Regions from separate parts of the Arachis hypogaea genome. Here region 2 is linked to region 1. The links are chromatin contacts, called in public Hi-C maps. All regions are on one chromosome and are shown on one strand. The core of a region is the stretch at or near the end of the contact, and the rest is flanking DNA. Distances in the headings are between cores, read along the strand shown.

What was found. Hi-C and Micro-C count contacts between places; a contact is called where the count stands out from the background.
Region 2: a contact with region 1 is called in a Hi-C map of leaf, with 2.1 times the contacts expected there. The contact joins the promoter of LOC112730178 here to the promoter of LOC112727590 in region 1. A contact is called at or near these places in 3 of 8 Hi-C or Micro-C datasets (leaf and an unstated tissue).

Annotation. Positions count from the first base shown.
Region 1 is chr12:83,262,245-83,268,324 of arahy.Tifrunner.gnm2.J5K5, forward strand. It overlaps LOC112727590 (10 kDa chaperonin, mitochondrial), which reads right to left and starts at 1,636. Exons shown (of 3, transcript XM_025777396.3): 1 at 1,339-1,636; 2 at 274-413. The coding sequence starts at 1,443. LOC112730173 reads right to left here and starts at 4,672. Exons shown (of 7, transcript XM_025780273.1): 1 at 4,339-4,672; 2 at 4,099-4,215; 3 at 3,772-3,941; 4 at 3,396-3,570; 5 at 3,246-3,302; 6 at 2,376-2,571; 7 at 2,220-2,241. The coding sequence starts at 4,672. The coding sequence ends at 2,220.
Region 2 is chr12:83,569,171-83,575,295 of arahy.Tifrunner.gnm2.J5K5, forward strand. It overlaps LOC112730178, which reads right to left and starts at 3,572. Exons shown (of 1, transcript XM_025780278.1): 1 at 2,391-3,572. The coding sequence starts at 3,572. The coding sequence ends at 2,391.

The sequences.
Region 1 (6,080 bases), core at 386-2,885:
AAAAAAAGAAAACCTTTCACAAGCCTATCAGGTTAAGAATCAAAAGTGCAGAAAACACTAAAAATTAATTGGACAAAAGTGCAGCTAAAACCTAATTACTCAACATTTTTATTTTACGAATATATGCCGGAAGAAAAAAAAAAAACTTAAAAAGGCATTTTAAAGCTTATCACATCGAATGTGTCAAGCCATGCAAAAATATGAAATTAAGAACTGTAAGAGTGCCAATCAAAGAAATAAATGGAACATGGAATGTACAAAAGATGTACTTACTCTTTGTCAGCAAGTTTCACCTCTGTTCCTCCATATTCAGGTAAAAGGACAGTGTCGCCTTCCTTCACGGCAAGAGGAATTAGGTTCCCGTCCTTGCCACGAAGACCGGGGCCAACAGCAATAACTTTTCCCGAGTTCAACTAAAGCAAGTCACCAAGTCATCAAATGCACTTCAATCAAGCAAGAGTTCCACACAAATTGGACGTATTTAATAATAAGAAAACCCGTGTTAAGAACATAACACTAATACTGATTGCACAAAAAAAATTTGAACCAGGGAAACAATTTTTCCCTCAACGACAATCGCCAAGTCATGAAATGTACTTCGATCAAGAAGCACTCAACACAAAATATACTAAGAAATCCTGTGTTAAAAATACGTAACACTAACACTGATTGCACAGGAAACTTTTGAACTAGGAAAACATTTTTGTTCCATCAATGTGGAGCAGAATTCTATAAGAGTAGAGAACGATAAGCAACAAGCGAAAGACATTTATGAGAATCAAACCCAGAATTAGGACATATAATCAACTTTCACAAGTGTATTTCACAGTTTGGAAACTCTTTCATGGATTACTACTGATTTATAGCATTTGACCACAAATTGATCCTACAATAATTCGTTCTTCATCAAATTGGGGTGCAAAAATGTTTGCTATTTTTCTCTAGCCTATCATATCAATCTAACATTAACTTTTCTCCCTCTAACAATTAAGTTGTGATAAGAGAAACATAAATACAGGTACAGTAAAAAAAATAAAATAAAATAAAATAATAGGAGGAATACATTTCCAATGGCAAATTACGGGAAAACAAAGGAAAAGTTCCAACACATTTGTGTAGATAACCATGGATCCAATAATAATAATTAATAACAATTCTCTTAAAAAGTTCGGTGCCCGAGGGGCATCAACTAAACAAAAAACATAGTGGTATTGTTGAGAATAATTAACATAACGGAAAGTGGGAACAGAAAGAAATTGCATTAAGAAATTTTGAGACAAAAAATAAAATATATAATTGAGATAAAGAAGTAAAGGAGAAATGGGTATAAATTAAGACCTTGGTGGTCTTCTCTGGTAAAAGAATGCCAGTGTTGGTCTTCGATGGAGGGATGATTTTCTCAACCAATACACGATTCAGTAGAGGAACAAGGCGCTTTGCCATTTGAAACACGAGAGAGAGAGAGAGGGAGGGGGGTTGATTCAGTAAAGAAATCGTAGGATTTTCGGCTGGTAGGGTTTTAGAGGGGGTTTATACTTTATATTCAATTGTCGGAGGAGTTTCTAGAATTTTCAGCTAAAATTTTTGCTCCCTTTTGAGTGCCTCAATATTAACTTATCCTAAAAGGTTTTTTGGTAACTTAATTTTTCATTTTTTATTTGTTATATTTTGTATTAATAATTTATATTTAAAATATAATATGTAGATTAACATCTTCTGAATAAATTATAAGAAAAAATGAAAAATGCAAAATTTGTAAATATATACTTTTGAATTTTAAAATGGAGCTTGGCATTGTGTAATGCAATGTTATTAAAGAGTTGCATGTTTAATGTTATTGTGGAGGACAGCTGCAAGTAAATCGAATGGTCATAGAAATAAAAATCGAACGGTTCACTTTAGGTACACAAATTGAATGGTCTGATTTTGGTACCTAAGATATGTGTCTTTCATACAGCGGACTGCAGGGGGCGAAGCTAGACAATATTTACTAGGGGTCAATATCTTTTTTAGTTTTTTATTTTAACAAAAAAAAGTTAAAAATAACTCTATATATAATTTTAATTAAAAATAACAACTAAACCTTAAAAATTTACTTTTTATAAGATAACTGAACATACCGTATATTAAAATAATTAAACACAAATATCTCAAAACTAATTTCAAATATTGTAAATATAAGTTGTTACATACTTGTTTTTAGAATCTTCAAATACTATTCAATTTCTTTTTAGACGTTTCCTGCAAAATTATTAAAAAAATGTATTATGCTTCAACCTTCATGTAAATAATTTAAATCACAACCATAATTTATGCAATAAAAAAATTAGTAACAATATTATTAGAGGTGAAATAAATTAAAATTTGCAACTTACATAGACAATTGAGCTCGATGCTTTTTCCTTGATTCAAAGTCATCTATTATTGAATTTGTACTGAAAGTAGCTGCAATTTCTTTTTCAATGTAAATGACTAAATTATTTGCAAGAAATTCGTCTGCCATTTTACTCCGAAGTCTTGTTTTAACAATTTTCATTGCCGAGAAAGCTCTTTCTATTGTTGTTGTAGATACTGGAAAAGTCAAGACATTGCGAATCAGTCTATTAACCAAATGATAAGTTTTTTATTTTTCTGTTTCTTTCAATCTTTGACATAACTCAGAAAGTGTCCCAACATCTTTTAGATGATTCGGTATATCAAATGCATAATGTTACAATTGAGCATTCAAAAGAATCCTTTTTTGATAAGAAAAAATCTGAAGGATAAAATTTTTCAGCTAACTTGCATATATTCTGAATATTAAACAACTTAAAATTGTCTTTAGGGACAAAGCATTACTTAAAGTCAAAAGCTCCATGGTTTCCTCATTGAATCTACTATTTAACTCTTGAATTTGAGAGTCAATTGCTGCTAAAAACACATATACTCGATAATGATGCTTGATTGTTATCTTTGGTTGACGAGATCGACCTCTTCCAACCGTGTATTGTGTACTCATATCAGGGATGTGAATTTCATGTTTCTCACAAAACTTCTTAACAATCTCAAGTAAATTGCACCAACCATTATCCCTCAATTTTTGAAGTAGTTTTGATGTGGAAACAGCATGCATTGCATTTAAAATATCTTGAGATTTTTAATGTAATGCTTGGCACAAAATATTAGTAATCCCCATAATTTCCTTCATCAAATATAAAAAACAAATTCAAACGAGGATAGCACTTTGTCGATACCATAAGCCTCACCTCTTTTAGCAGAAGTTGTACCATCATCAATAATGTTATTAAGAACGGTATGAGTAGCTGCAAACATTCTTATCAAGCTACAAATAAAATGAAAGTGAAAACTCCATCTTGTATCTCTAGCTCTTTGTAAAGTGCCAATTTGATTTGCACCTTGACTTGTTTTTAACTCATCATTGGCAATTAATTTTGTATTTTCAATTTCTTGAGCTTCTTGTAGTTGATCATGTCGTTTGCAAGATGCACCAATAATATTGACAATAGCAGTCAATTGTGTGAAAAACTCATGAAATTGAAGTACTTCTTTTGAAGCAGCCACAAGTGTTAACTGCAATCTATGAGCAAAACAATGGACATAATATGCTTGTCGGAAATCATTGAGAAATAAAGCTTGTAAACCATTCCATTCCCCCTCTCATATTGCTAGCACCATCATACCCCTGACCTCGAATATTTTTAATTTGGAGATTATAAATAGAAAGCACAGACACCAACTCTTTTTCAAAGTCAAGGCACTAGTATCACTAACATGTACAAGATCAAATAAGCGTTCACGAACAAAATCATCCACATCAACAAATCTCAAAACAATAGCCATTTGCTCTTTTTTAGATTCATCACGAACTTCATCAATGATAATACAAAATTTGGCATCTCCAATATCCTTTCTAACAAAATTTGACATCTCCAATATCCTTTCTAATTGAGTTTCTTACCATTGTAGCAAGAATATGTAGAATTTCTTTCTGAACATCACTTGAAGTATATTTAGCAAATCTAGGAGTATTTTCCAAAACAAGCTTCTGAATACTACTATTGTAAGAACCCAAAAACTTTAACAATTCAATAAAGTTACCTCGATTATCTGAACTCAAGCTTTCATCATGGCCTCTATAAGTGCAACCTTGAAAAGTCAACCATCTAATACAATCAATAGATGCTCCAAGTCTATGTTGATTATTCTCAATTTCCTCTGATGTTTGTCATTTCATAAGTGTATCAACATGTTATGATTGTTTCATCAAATCATCACATGATTTCGTTGCCCTATGATGGAACGAATTGGGGCCTTTGCTAATGTGATTCAAAAGAGAACCATCTTTTTCACTATTTACCTTCTTCCAATTCCTGAAGCCATTTTCAATGAAAGCATTTGAACCTGTATTGATTGAAGATTCCATAGCAAATAGGTAGCATGGTAAACAATATACAGCATCATTTTCAATAGAATACTCTAACCATGAAGGATATAATTCAAACCAAGAAGCTTGAAAATGACGACGATGACTTGTATCGCTCGAGAATGGATACTTATCAAGTATTGGTTGATTTGGTCTAGCTTTAAGATAAGCTCGACGAATTTCATCTCTTTTACTTGGATGGAACTTCCAAATCATTGGTCGAATTCCTGGACTCTTACCAAATGACATACTTCCATTTGTTCAAGATTAAATTGTGGGAACTTTGACTTTGAACTATCTTGTTGAGGAGCTAAAGTATTCATGTTTGATATCTCAAGTATTGAAGAGGTTGGTGTTGATGTAACAACATTAGAAACATTTTCACTCTTCTAGCTAGTCTTTTTGAAAAAAGTATCTATTATTTTCATCTTGCTCATGATTCAACTAAATTCCTACAATTAAGAATTTACATAAATAATAAGATAAATATTATGCAACTTAACTAAACTCAATTTATTTTATTTTTTGCAAATCAATAATATCAATGTCACAAACAATTAATAATGAGAAAAAAATTAAAAACAATACAAAGATAACATTATAATTACGTGATTATCATCTTTAATTTTTTTCAAAAACCTAAATTATTATTATAATATTATAAACTAGATAAATAAATAAATATATAAATTATTTATAAAAACAAATAAAATAAATAACTTACAAAAGAAAGAAGAATGAAAGATGATAATAGAAGACCAAAGACTACTTACTATCTTCTAAGTTGTAATGATAATGGAAATATGAAGTAATGTTTTGTTTTCTGATTAAAAGAAGAGGGAAGAACGGAAAAAGTGATTTGTTGACTTCTTGTTATTGCCTTTTTAGATTCTTTACTTTTAATATGGATTAGGACTTTTTTTTTTTAATTAAGCATATGACCCTCTATCCATAACCCAAATAACACACTACTTTCCAATCCATTTCTTGAATGGAATTAAGGATAGCATATTTTTTCTAAAGGGGGAGGCCTACTTTTTTTCCAGGGAGCCACTCTTTGATTTTTTTATTCTTGTAAACAAATTTGGGGAGGGGGGGCACTGCTTCCCCTGGAACATACGAAGCTTCGCTCTTGGCGGACTGCACTTCACTCTTCTCCCTCCTAAATCTCTTACACTCATAGCTCTTTCTTATATTATTTTGAGAATCTCTCTTCACATATTTACATTTTTTATCTGTGTTCTTTCAAACTGATAAACAAGAAGAAGAAAGCAACAACAAATTTCTTCCCTTGGCAACATTAAGAAGTAAGCAATGTCTAGGAGATTTAGAATAAAAGATGTTGATTGTCGTAAATTTTTACATTGTTAATTATCACAATCATCCTAATTATGTAAGTAATAATTTTTAATTTTATGTTTTAGTAAAAATAAAAATGATAATATTATAGATTAATCTTATTTATAATGATTAAATGATAGTATTATAATATATTGTGTTTAGATATTTTGTATTAGCGAGTTAGTTAATGTTATTGAATTGATATAGTTTGTATATTAGGGAAGAAATTAAATATGGTCCATTTTTGGGCGTGTTTAATAATAATTATTAGAATAATATTTTAGGTATTTTTAAATTATATTAATTATTGTTAAAA
Region 2 (6,125 bases), core at 2,322-4,821, 310 kb after region 1:
TGAGATATTTGCAAGTCCTGGGTGAGCTTTAGTCCGGCTAGAAGAGCTTCGTACTCCGCCTGGTTGTTGCATGCTGTAAAGGAGAATTGTAATGACTGCTCGGCTATGACCTGTTCGCCTTCTTTAAGTGTTACACCCGCTCCACTTCCGTTTTTGTTTGCTGCGCCATCTACATAAAGTTTCCAGTTATGTTCTATTTGCTTGTAATCCGTTGTTAGCTCAGAGATAAAGTCGGCTAGTATTTGCAGTCTTGGAGTCTTCCGAGGTTAATATTGTACGTCATATTCAGAGAGCTCAACGGACCACTTTGTTAGACGTCCATCCAGCTCGGGCTTGGTTAGAATCTGTCGCAGTGGTTGATTTGTTCTGACTATTATAATGTGGCTTTCGAAATATTACCTCAGTCTTCTTGCTGTTGTGACCAAGGCTAATGCGAGCTGTTCTATCTTCGGATACCTGGTTTCTGGCGGTTGTAGAACTTTGCTGACGAAGTACACTGGGTTTTGTGTTTCCCTTGTTTCAGACACTAGCACCGAACTTATGGCATGGTTAGAAACTGATAAGTACAAAAATAATGGTTTACCGAGCTCTGGTTTTTGGAGGATTGGTGGTGATGATAGTATTTGTTTAAGCTCTGTGAAAGATCGTTCGCATTCTTCTGTCCAGTTGAACTTTTTGTTCTTGGAGATTGTTTAGAAAAAATGGTATGATCGGTTTGCTACTGCAGGTAGAAATCGTGATAGTGCAGCAACTCTTCCTGCTAGTTGTTGTACTTCTTTTATTGTCTTCGGGCTGTTCATTTTAAGAATAGCTTCACATTTTTCTGGGTTTGCCTCAATCCCTCGTGAGGTCAGCATAAATCCGAGGAATTTCCCTCCTTGAACTCCAAATGCGCATTTTTCTGGGTTGAGTCTCATGTTATATGCTCGGAGCTGTTGGAAGACCTCTTCCAGGTCATCACAGTGTGATCCCTGTGCCTAGGTTTTTGCTACCATGTCATCTACATAGATCTCCATGTTTGGTCCTATCTGATGTTGGAAGACTTTGTCCATAAGTCGTTGGTATGTTGCTCCTGCATTTTTAAGGCCAAATGGCATAACTTTGTAACAAAAATTTTCGTGTTCTGTTATAAAAACCGTTTTGCTTTGGTCTTCTGGATGCATAAGGATCTGGTTATACCCAGAGTATGCATCCATGAAGCTTAGACTTTTAAACCCAGAAGCATTATCTACTAGTTTATCAATGCAAGGTAAAGGATAGGCATCTTTTGGACAAGCTTTATTTAAATTTGTAAAGTCGATGCACATGCGCCATTTACCTGAGTGTTTCCTTACCATTACCACATTTGAGAGCCACGTGGTGAAGCGGAGCTCTTTGATAAAGCCGGCGTTGAGGAGCTTCTTTGTCTCTTCAAGGGCTGCTTTCATTTTTTCAGTTCCGAGGTTCCTCTTTTTCTGGGTGATCGGCCTACTTGTTTTGTTTATGGAGAACTTATGGCAGATTATACTCGGATCTATTCCTGGCATGTCTTTTGGTGTCCATGCGAATAAGTCGGCGTTGTCTTGGAGCACCCTTATTAGCTTTGTTCTCTCCTCTCCTTCTAATTCTCGGCCGATATAAGTGAACTGTTCGGCCTTTGTCGTCAGAGGAATCTTCTGGAGTTCGTCTGTTGGCTGGGGCCTTTCCTGGAAGTCCTCCCTTGGATCCAAGTCGGCGAGCATCAATACCTCGGATGTGGTGTGAGTTATTTTCGTTCCCTGATTAGCCCTTGGTTGTATGTTGGTTTTCTTCAGGCTGGCGTTGTAGCATTGCCGAGCTTGTTGTCGGTCTGAATGTACTGTTGCTATCTTGTTGTTTTGTACTTGAAACTTAACACACAATTGTAATGTAGATACTACCGCCCTGAAGTTATTCAGGGCGGGCCTTCCAAGAATAATGTTATAAGGACTAGGACAGTCAACTATAAGATATTGGACGTCAATAGTTTTTGCTAATGGGGGGTTGCCTATGGTTGTTTTTAGCCATATGTGTCCTTTTATTGGGACCCTTTCTCCAGAGAACCCAACCAGTTCTCCCGATGAAGGTTGCATGGCCTTTTTCAGATAATTGCATTTTTATAAAGGTTGAATAGAATAGTACATCAGCACTACTACCTAGGTCCAAGAGGACCTTTCTTACCAATAACTCTCCTGTTTGGATGGAGATCACCACTGGGTCATTGAGGTTTGGGCCTGTTGAGGTTAGGTCATCTTGACTAAAGGTTATCTATGGCTCTGTTGTGTTGTGCTTTGTTGTAGGTATTGTTCCTTCGATTGCCAACATTGCTCGGTAATTTCTTTTTCGTGCCGAGCTTGTTTCACCTCCTCCTGCATATCCTCCTGATATGCAGTTTATGATCCCCCTGGGGGGTCTATTGTTGTCCATTTTCCTTTTTCTTTCTCTGTTGATCGCTCTTCTGGCTCCTTTTTGGTTTCCCTGCTTTTTCGTCCCTCGACATACTTGTCTAGGAGCCCTTGCTGAGCTAACCTTTCCAACAGGTCCTTGGCTATTAAGCATTCATCCGTCGTGTGTCCATACTTCTGGTGGAAGGCACAGTGCTTACTTCTGTCCACGAACCGTTGATCTTGATAGCTTCCTGCTCTGGCGGGGGGTTTGACTATTTTGGCGTTGAGGATTTCCTTGATTATGTTCTCCCTCTTTGTATTGAATCTGGTGTAGGTATCGAACTTTGGTGTGAGCTTAAAGGGCTTCTTTTGCTCTTTTTTGCTCGGCGGTTTGAATGTCCTCTCTTCCTCTCTTCTTGTCGGCTGTTCTTCCGTTTTTTGAGCTTCTTGTAATTCCTCGATCTCCATCTGACCTGCAGCTCTCTCTCGGAATTCTTCCAACAACCTGGGTTTAGTAGTTGCAATTGTTTCTCTGAATTTCCCAGGTCTGAGGCCTGTCTTAAGCGCGTGCAGGTGGACCTTAGGGTCCAAATCTGGAATCTCCATGGTGGCCTCGGCGAATCGGGTTAAGTAGTCTTTAAGGCTTTCATGTTGTCCTTGCTTGATCGTCCCGAGGTAGTCTGATCCATGGACGTAAATCCTTGAGGCGGCGAAGTAGTCGATAAAAGACCTCGCCAGATCCTCGAAGGATGAAATTGATCCTGCAGATAATTTAGAAAACCAAAGTAGAGTAGCACCGTCAAGGTAAGTGGGAAAAGATTGACAAAGTATAGGTTCATTATTAGCGCCGTTAAAGAACATCATAGACTGGAATTTTTTTATATGAGCTCGGGGGTCGCCAATCCCCTTATATGGTTCCAGGGAGTTAGGCAGCACGAAATTCTTCAACATCCTGAAGTTTGTGATTTCTTCGGAGAAAGGGTTATCCAGCGTCAGCTTTTCCTTTGGCGGGGTGATGCTTAAAGGATCTGAGTTCCCCAGGGCCGAGCTTTTGGAGCTACCTTCTTCATGCTTTCCTGCATTATTTTGTGTGGAATGTTCAGCAAGTCTTTGGACTTCTGCTTGGAGTTCGGCCATCTGGCCTAGAAGTTCGGCTTGGTTGAATTGTTGAGCTCCGTTCTCAGCCATATCTAGAAGGTCGAAATCCCTGCGCAAAAGAAAAGAGAAAAACGCAGTGTAGCAGTAATAGTGGGATTAGATTAATTCCGGCCCCACGGTGGCACCAAATGTTCCGTTTTGATGTTGCCGAGGTATAGCGACTCCTTCTGCCTGCAACTGTGCTCAGGTGGAAGAGGTATACGTCGGCTGGGTTGGAACACCGCGGCGGAAGCACCTGCAAAAAGCACTCCGACGCTCAAGTAAGAATGTGAGTTATGAGAAAATAAGAGAAAATGAATCAGAGTGAGTTGTGTAACATGTTTTACTCCGAGGTTACCTATCTGTTTATATAGGCATTTTTGATATGTTCGGTTATAGTATTTTTCGGAGTTTTCCATGAGTTCCGAGATTATCTCTATGATGACGTTAGTTATGGCCTCCGAGATTATCTTTAGGATAACGTTTGAAAGTGTTAGTTATGACTTCTGAGCTCTATTATAACTCGTCTGAACTTGGTGGGTTTGTTATTATTTGGTTGCGTTTCTATCCGAAAAATCTATATATCTTACCTGCCGAGGTATACGTTATGTATCACTTTACATTGTTGATTTTATATGTCATCCTCTTTACGATTACTCTTTTGAAAAACTCTAATATTTTTTAATATTTGTCATTATTAATTCGTTATTGTGACTTTAAATGTTACTTCCAGTGTCTATATACATGTAAATTATATGTTTTAAAAATATAAATCGAATAATTTAAAAAACAATTAACATTACTTAAAAAAGATTTTAGTTATAGGATTAATTTTGTTAATTATTACGAGAACAGTTACTAAATTCGAATTAAATAGTTAAGAGGACATTAATATTGTTAAGAAGAGATTTTAGTAGTATGGATCATCTTGCTAATTATTGTAAAAACCATTTCAGGAAGTAACATTAAAATTAAAAAGAAATAAGTATATATGTTTGGTTTCATAATAAAATGGCATCTACCATAATATTTATATGGCAAAATTATAAGTAATCTCTTCACTTGAATGTAGAATGACTTTGGTATCAACTTTTATAAAATACTAATGCGCATAATAAAAAATAATGATAGTATATAATATATTTTAATATATATTATATTATTTAAAAATTAATTAAAATATATGTAAATTAATGTTAAATTTGATTGTATTTTTTACTTAAAATATTTTGTAGTACACATTTTTTTTATATTGAAGTTGTACATAGTTACATTTTTATTTGTTTTTGTTTTCGTATTTATTTTAGTTGACGGACTTAATCTTTTTATGTGGTATTTGTCTTTTTTTATTTTTGGTTATTGTTGAGTTATTTCTTTTTCTTTTTTTTTTTGTCATATGTTTTTGTAAGGACATATTCTTTCTAAATTGTTGATTTGTATGTATTTTTTATTGTCTTTTTTGTTCCATCTTTATATGTATAAATGAGCAATATAAATAATTGTTTTGAATAACTGAAATTTTTATAGTATTACCTATTTTATTTGTTATAATAGAAATTGAGTTTTAGTATTTTTTGTTGGGACAATATTTTGATAACCATGTATTATTGTAAAAAAATTTTCTATTTAAAATTTCTATTTTTTATTTGTTAGCATTAGGTATATGATATTCTATATATGTAAATAAGTAAATTAAAATGAATTGTATATTTTTTTTTATTCTTTAAATATTAACTTTATTTTTCGGATTTTATAGCTTTTCTTTTGATATTTATTTGTTCTTCTTCTCCTAATGCATGCAATTTTTTAATGACATTTATAATAATAAGAATAAAAATTTTTAGAATATTTATTACGTATGTAGATAAATATTGAATAAATTATTTTTAATAAGATTAATTTAAATTGTATAAAATAAAAATATATGTTAACATTTTTCTTTGACCCACTTTATCAAATAGTGTCTCAAGTGATACAAACTTAAAATAGTATTAAAAAATATTTAAAATTGATTCTTTAATTTCGTTCACAATAATTTTGAGTAAAAAGTATATTTTTATTATTTCATTAATTGGCTTACACAAATTATTTGCATTTTCTATTTTTAAATTTTTTATGGCATAGACTTTTTTCTCACAATTATATGAAGAGATATTTCCTAAGGTGTTAGTAAATTATAGTTAAAAATTAGTAAACAAAACATATAATTATAATTTTATAAGGATCTTAAAATATAATTATATTTAAAGTATTAAAATAATAAAAAAAATATAAAGTAAAATTAATAGGAGTGTTTTTCTTTTTAAAGATGCAATATTTTTTTTTTTCGTATCTTATCATTTAATATAATCATTTATAAGTAAATAGACTTCTCTTTATTTGTTGGTGTAAATAAAATATTTATTTAAGTAGAATTTTTTGATAAAATATATAAAAGAATTAATTTTTTTCTATTTAATTTTGATAAATTATATTTAAACAAAAAAATAACATATAAACACAAAAGTAATATATTGACATTCAAACAGTTTGACTCATAAATTCTACTTCAAAATTTTTTTTCGTCAAATAAAATTCTACAATTATTTATATAAGTTAAAGAAA